Linked DNA regions of Sus scrofa: region 1 is linked to region 2. The links are chromatin contacts, called in public Hi-C maps. All regions are on one chromosome and are shown on one strand. The core of a region is the stretch at or near the end of the contact, and the rest is flanking DNA. Distances in the headings are between cores, read along the strand shown. Region 1 has its middle 97 kb from the start of EEA1. Region 2 has its middle 170 kb from the start of EEA1.

Region 1 (3,697 bases), core at 1,002-3,501, 77 kb before region 2:
AATATGAATACCTAATTTTAGAAACCTTTAAGAAACTCATTTCCTAGTAAGTAGGCCATAGTATATAATAGTGAAAATCCAGAAACTCTAGAATAGAAGGGTCTTGTGTTGTTTAATTAATTCATTCCATGCCCATCAATATAGCCTTTCAGACCCTGGGTGGGCCATGAAGAATATCTCGAGAACCATTATAGTAAGACAATTCCCTAATCAAGTATTCATTTTAGTTTCCAGCTTATGCCTAATACAGCTGGCTGCTTGTGAAAGCGATAAAAAAATATGAACAGGCCCTTACAATTTACTATGTGCTCCATAAATATTTAGGAAGATCATTAAAGATCAAAGCAATGTATAAGAGTCATGTTGGAAAAAAACGAAACTGGCTCTTGTACATGCTTGAGAATAAATGCAATCCTGTCAATACTCTGATCCCAAGATTTGTTTTTCTATATCAAAAACCTGATGACCTGTATCAGCAAGTCACCCATGAACACCCAAAAAAGATAAACTGCAATGGAAACAGCATCTTAGAGATCAAGGATGAGTCTGTGACAATAAAATAGGCCCAAAGTCTGGGTTTCCAGTTTATTTGGCAATAATTATGGAGACACATGAAACATAATTCTATAATACGTTCAAGGCTTGGGAACACGAGCATCAGATAATGTGTTGATCTAAAACACTACATTATGAAATTCGATTCAGCCTTTTAAATCTTGTACACTTGCTGCAAAAATAACTGCTATAAAAGAAAAGCAGACAAGGTGAACAATGCACACCATGAATGCTCTTGTACAGGTGAGTTAAGGAGTATTTGCCTTTGTCTCACTTATATGGTGAAATTTGCAGTTACAACATAGACTTTCTAAAACAGCAAAGTGGAGATTCTAAACCAGCAACAGGCAGCCTCAGGGCTGATGTGAATTTGCTGGCTACCTGGTAGCAATACCAAAAGGTACGGTGGGCTGCAGTAGGTTTTCTCTAAACTTTGCCTTTCTTTTCCTTTTCTCTGTGCAGGCTATAAACAGATTGTAAATTGTGTGACACCACAGAACCTGAGAGACAATGTCAGGCTACTTTTTTTTTTTTTTTTTTTTTCTTTTTAAGACTGCAAAAACAGCATATGGAGGTTCCCGACCAGGGGTCTAATCGAGCTACAGCTGCCAGCCTACAGCACAGCCACAGCAATGCAGGATCTGAACTGCATCTGTGACCTACACCACAGCTCACAGCAACACCGGATACTTAACCCACTGAGCGAGGCCAGGGATCAAACCCACAACCTCAACTTCCTAGTCAGATTCGTTTCCACTGAGCCACGACAGGAATTCCAATGCCAGGCTGCTTTTAGTCTCATCTACCAGACCATAGAAAATTTGCTTTTTTACCCAAAATTGCTTGACCTGTGCTCTTGACCTTGATGCCTATGACTTCATTCATTTTTCAGAGAACACTGAAGCCGGAAGGACCAGGGAATGAGAGTAGGGACCAGATGAATGGTTGTATCAATGGTGTTTTTTCTGTATCTAATGATGTTTTGACATTTTGGGGACCTTGCAGACCTGGATAGAAAGGTATCCCTTTCAGGGCTAGCTAATTCCTAAAGATAACATCTTATCCATGAACACAACATTTGTACTCAAACCAACCAGTCCTGAGCCCATTTCCTCCAAGCATCCCCTTTATATAACTGTCCACACTCCAAGCCAATATTTTCTCTGCCCTAAATCATCCCAGGCAGGTACTGAACAACCAGAGACCACCTCTGTAACCCAAAGCCTGCCAGAATTAGTCAAATAAGCCCATTTGAGCTGTTTACTCTGCCCTGCCATGTCTTTTCTGCAGAGACCCCATTAAAGGCTCTGGCCTAAGCATTCCTCTGGCCCCTTTCTGCCTCCTGACCAAACCCAGTGCTCCCTAGGTGGCCCTTGTGGCATTGCAGCTCCTCTTGGGAAATGCAGGAATACATTTCTCTTTCAATGGTACCAGCATCTCCATGTCACAACTCAGTCACCTTCATGAATTAAAATGAGCACAAATGAGACAATGGACTTTTGCTGTCATTTTTAGAAACATGGGAGCTTAGCTTCAAGTCCGGCTCAGAGACAATCTACTTTCACAAAAGAAGCATAAGTGACTAACACACAGGCCAGGACGGCAAGCAGACACTCTCTCTCGCTCTCTGCCTATTTCTGATGTGGCCTAGTGATGCATCAGGAAGCACATACTCTTGTTGACTTTCTATCATGACACAAAATCCAGAATACTTGTGTAATCTTCTGAAGAAAGTAGAAATGCAGGTCTGTAGAGGAAGTGAAACAGTAGAGCCTTGCCTTCCTGATTCCCCAGTGGAGCCACTGGAATAGCAACACCAGTGATGACAGTGGCGGTGAACACTTATGTACCGAGTGCCTGGCTCTGTGTCCAGTGCTTTACAAACATCATCTCTTTAAACTTCACAACTCAGCTATGAGGTAGCTGTCGTTGTTATCCTATTTTAGAGGTGAGAATTGAGAGGCAAAGGTCACTGGTCCAAGGTCATGTGTTTGTTAACTTGTGTTCTGGGACTAGAGACACCAAGTCTAAATCCATAGCCCATGCTCTCAACGCCTACCCTGTGCTGCATCCGCCATAGACCAATGAGGCCCATTCTCCCCTTGGATGCAGAACCAAGGGCACAAGTCCTTTGTGAATGAAATGTCAGTCTGAAAACCTCAACCCCTGGTCGGTATCTCCAGCTGGCTGATGGATGGTGCCATGTTGCCTTCCAAAGCAAACATATTTTTGGTAGATATTCAGAAGCAGGGCCATGAGGCAATATTGTGAAATAGGCAAAACTCTCGATTTCTGGTGGTTGCTTTCCCTGGAATTCAGTGCCGTCATTAACACTGTGGATGACTCAGATCACTCCACTCCCAATTGGCTCCTCTGCGGTCTGTGCCTTAGACCCCAAACTACTTCTCTGTCAGAACTCCCACTCCTTTTGTTTTTGAAATCCACGGAAGGTTCTGAATTCAAATGGACCTGGCTTCTAATTCTACCTGTACAGTTTCTAGCTATATGACCTTAAGCTCTAATTCTCTCATCTGTAAAACTGCTATAGGAGTACAAACTTTCTCAGCAGTTGTTTTTGTTTTGTTTTTGTTTTCGTTTTTGTTTTCTGCACTCATGGCATTCGGAAGTTCCCAGGCCAGGGACTGAACCTGAACCACAGAAGTAACTTGAGCCACAGCAGTGACAATGCTGGGTCTTAAATTCTAGGCCACCAGGGAACTCCTCCCAACTTTTTCATAAGGATAAAAATGACATGTCATGGAGTTCCCATCGTGGCAGTGGAAATGAATCTGACTAGTACCCACGAGGATGCAGATTTGATCCCTGGCTTTGCTCAGTTGGGTTAAGGATCTGGAGTTGCCGTGAGCTGTGGTGCAGGTCACAGATCCTGTGTTGCTGTGTCTGTGGCATAGGCTGGCAGCAACAGTTCATATCATATCCAACCCCTAGCTGTGGGTATGACCCTAAAAAGACAAAAAAATAAATAAAAATTACATGCCATGATGTGTGTTGTCAAGATCAACTCTTAACACATAACTGGTGTTCCATAATGATAGTTCAGTCATAAGGAATAGTTCCCTAATTTCCATATATGCTATTTGAATATAAAATAACTACATTAAGGGAGTTCCTTGGTGGCCTA
Region 2 (4,126 bases), core at 152-2,651:
GATTTTAAGAGATTTGAGTAACTACCTGAGATTAAACAGTTGATTAGTGGCTAGTAACCTACTCTTACTGCTGATCCTAAAACTGAATCATTAACTCAACCTACTCCTACTTCCTACCATCTCATTCTATAAATGTTCAAAGTTAATCCCAGAGAAATTTAAAAGCCTGACCAAAGTTTCTATTGTTCACTAGCAGAGAAAAGACTTCTAACGTCCAGGCTAGGGGTTGAATCGGAGCTGCAGTCGCTGGCCTACACCACAGCCACAGCAACCCAGGATCCGAACCTCATCTGCGACCTACACCACAGCTCACAGCACGCCGGATCGCCAACCCACTGAGCAAGGCCAGGGATCAAACCCGCATCCTCATGGATTCTAGTCGGATTTGTCTCCGCTGAGCCAGGACAGGAACTCTGTGACTTCTGTTTTAAACAGCAATTGCTATTACCTGAAGAGATCACAATAAAAGGAGGGTGGCTGGCCCTGGCTGTGTGCTTGAGGGAAGTGACTACAGGGATGTTGTAAAATTCTAACCTACTCGTGAAGTTCAAAAGTAGCATCATTATCCTTTCTGCCGTCAGCACTATACTACTGGGCATGTTCCCAGCATCTAGCACAGTGCCTGGCACATAGTAGACACTCAATGGATGCTTGCTGAATGGATATTCAATATAAATATAAGCAGTATACTGTGGACAAAATAGAAATCAGTGTCTCTGAACCAAAAAAATAAATTCTTTCCCCCTTAACATTGTGCAGATAATACCAATGAAAAGATATGCTTTCTTTCCCTTGCCCCCAACTCACGTCAGGACAATTTTTATTTGGATCTGTGAGACAGCTGTGTAAAAACAGGCTTATCCGTCAATTCTTTGAGCTAACGATCATGACATTGTGACTTGTCACCAGATCTCAAGGCCAGATCTTCCAGGTCAATCTAACTCCATTTGTGTATTACTTGTTCTTTTGCAATAAAATTCCAATATTAGGAGTTGATTATTTACCCCCAATGATGGACAAGGGGCCAGACTCTGCTCACCCCTGAAAAGCCTGTGCAGAAACTTACAACATGAAATGGGAGTTTTCTTTTCCTCCTTTCTGTTAAATTCTAACTCACCTCCCTTCACCCACATGGCAAGACTCCCTGCCTGCCTCAGGCAGCCTCTGCCAGCCAGGCCAGGCAGATCTTGAAGATCTGAAGGTCTGAAGCAGGGAGGCCTAAAAGGAAATAATACTCTCATTCCAAAGTTACTTTGTCTTCACGGGGAAAATTTTTTTTCAAAGAAAAGTAAACGCAGCCAATCTGAGAAATCTTAGTTGATTATTTACTCTCACTTAACCTTCGAAAGATTCCACTGCAAAAGGTAGGGCAGGTATTTACACAGTTCACAGCCCAGGAACTTCCTTTCCTCTGCATACCCAGCTGAGTTAAGCTATTTGGCTGCGGCTTATCCATAAAGAGGCCAAGTCTATGACCCTCTGCATTTCCCCACTTGCCTCACAGTGACTATTCAAAGGCTGCTAACAAGGCTGGAAGAGTTAGATTTTGCATCGTGCTTGAATTATTGATGGAGCTTTGCAAATCAGCTTTACCTGTGCATGTGACTACCCTTAGCTAATCTTTACTGGCTATGAGGAAGGTGTCAACCTAAGGGCTAGTGAAGACTTAAACTCTATAAAGGGAAACTCTCTCAAAGTACAAGATCAAAACTCAAGTATGAGTTTACTGTTATAAAATAATGCTTCTGGAGTTTCGAGGTAACATTTTATGGGACTTGAGATTTTCAGACCAAATCTTTGTGTAGAGATAAGAACAGTTCTTCTTTAGAATATTATTATTAATCACCTAAAGTAAGTATCAAAAGACTTAAATGCTATTGCAAAATAGGAAATAATGCCATGTAGAAATTCATGCTGAGGGCTGTTGTTTCAAAGGGTATAAGGAGCACCATCCATCCCTCTTGGGGTCCTTTAAAAATAGACTCAGTGAAAGTGGAGTGGCTCATGTTACATAAGAGGCAGAGTGAAGATGACACATGGTAACTAGACTTAACCCCCAAATTAACAATGCACTGTTATTATGACCATATCAGTTAGGAAAAGCAATTTGGTACAGATAACAGAGGTACTATGAGTGGCTAAAGCAAATCCATGGTTTATTCTCATACATTAAGTTGGAAATGTACAAAAATTAGGGACTCAAGTGTTCCATGTTTCTCTTCCACCATCTTTAACCTCGTGATCCAAGATGGTTGCTGAAGTTCCAGCTATCCCATCCATATCCCAGGAAAGAAGAGAAAGAAGAAAAGGCACAAAAGGAGAGTCCTAGCTTGTTTCCCAGAAGCCTCACCCATAGAGTTGCCAATTTGGTAAATGAAAATATTGATATAGTCTATGGGACATACTCATATTAAAACTTACTCGTTGTTCATCTGAAATTCAAATTTAACCAGGGAACTCATATTTTAACTTGACAATGCTGCCCTCCCAGCAACAACTCTGTAGGCCTCGTTAGCCACCCCTACTGTAAGGGAGGCTGGGAAATGTAGTCTTTAGCCAGGCACATCACCGTGTCTGTATTGTTTCACTAAGGAAGAAATGGAGAGTGAATATTGCCTAAAGAGCCAATGTCTTTGAGGGAGTGAGAGTTAACCTGGGAAAAGGCCAGGGCCTCATCCATACCCCACACTTCTGTGCAGCACGCCCTGACTGCATCAGTGCTTCGTGGTCACTCTGGCCTCTGAATACCTTTGACTTTTTTTTGCCTCACTCTAGATACAAAGTAAAGATACTGATTTTTAATAAACATACAAGAATGAATATATTCAGGAGTTCATGTTGTCTTCCAAGGGATTAGACCTTAACAGGGCTGCCACCCTTCAAAATAGTTTTGAAATTTCGATCCTGATGAAGCAGTAGTCTTTCCTTACGAGGGATATTGCAGGTTCAGGCAAGACCAAGGAGGCCTTGGAAATGGTCCTCTCTGAGGGGCGCATTCAACAAATTTCATTGCGCATCCATCTTATACCATGCCTGCCCAGAGCTTCCTTCCATCATGATAAGAACACAAGATTATTTTCTGGAATGTCACCAGCTCCAGCCAGTGGGGACAGGATGGACAAAGTAGGTTGTTTAGGAAACTGGCCTTGGAAAGCTCAGTGGCCTCTCATAACTTAATCATCTGTGGTCTGATCAACTGCAGTAAATCATGGTTTATATTGTGTTGCTTCCTAAAATAAAGATAGGGTGTGATGGTGGGAAAAGAAAATTAAAATCCTCTCCATGTTTCCCTTGAAAAATTCTCATTTCGAGTCCCTTTTGCCTGATGGTGGCCGCCTACAGTTCCTACCCTCTATTAAACCATGCTGCCATCCCGTTTCTCTGGCTCTTACCTGGATGAACTTGCAATGTTTTAATAAGGGTCAGTCTTTACTTATAAAAAACAACATCCAACCTATCTGCAGGTCCCTTCCTTGGGATAACTGTGTGGTCATCAAGCTTTCAAAAGTAGGGATAAAATTATTTTTCGAAGATTGAACCTTAATAACTCCATTTCTATGGTTCAACGCCTTTCCTGGATGGTTGCTGGGCAAACATCTCCATGCAGGTACTGATGACAGTAAACACATTACATGTATTCAGCCTGGGGTTTTACCACATTCACTTCTGGGTTTGTCATATGCTCTCTCGCTATTTATACTGCTGTGGGTCAGCTACTTGATACTTAATAAAATTTGCCTCCAAGCTGTCCTGCAGGGGAATGACCTATGGGGGGAGGGGATGTTGTTCCAACCCTGTAACCTCTGACGATTGCCCAACAGCCCTCTGAAAAGGTTGCAGGACTGGAGCGAGTGAAAGTCCCCGCCACTTCCTGGCACTGAACGGCACCAAGTGCAGTAGTGTAAATAGAATGATAGCCCCCGCTTTTGGGGGGCCATTCTAGCCAAACTCTCCCACGTGGGAGCAACTGTAGACTGCACGAGCAATGTGGAAATGCAGCCTCCGCTCAAGGTCAGAACAGGCAGGTTCATCAGTGATGATTTTACCAACCTTTCAGTTATTTCAGAAGCAAGAAGAGAACACAACAGAGGCAAGAATGGATCTATGGGATGAAAATAAAGAGCCA

Evidence for each region. A called contact is a pair of places that touch in the nucleus more often than the background predicts.
Region 1: a contact with region 2 is called in a Hi-C map of liver, with 3 times the contacts expected there. The contact joins two enhancer-like sites. A contact is called at or near these places in 1 of 5 promoter capture datasets (liver), 7 of 47 Hi-C or Micro-C datasets (fetal liver, heart right ventricle, liver and 1 more) and 1 of 2 datasets of contacts at active chromatin or transcription factors (skeletal muscle).

Annotation. Positions count from the first base shown.
Region 1 is chr5:90,033,180-90,036,876 of Sscrofa11.1, reverse strand. No RefSeq gene overlaps it. Among named protein-coding and RNA genes, the nearest start is that of EEA1, 97 kb to the left of the region's middle. Within about 2 kb of position 2,251, at least 7 of the 83 cell types and tissues checked have an H3K27ac peak or open chromatin away from gene starts, as enhancers often do. A contact at or near this core is called in liver, where this site is marked.
Region 2 is chr5:89,954,971-89,959,096 of Sscrofa11.1, reverse strand. No RefSeq gene overlaps it. Among named protein-coding and RNA genes, the nearest start is that of EEA1, 170 kb to the left of the region's middle. Within about 2 kb of position 1,401, at least 15 of the 83 cell types and tissues checked have an H3K27ac peak or open chromatin away from gene starts, as enhancers often do. A contact at or near this core is called in liver, where this site is marked.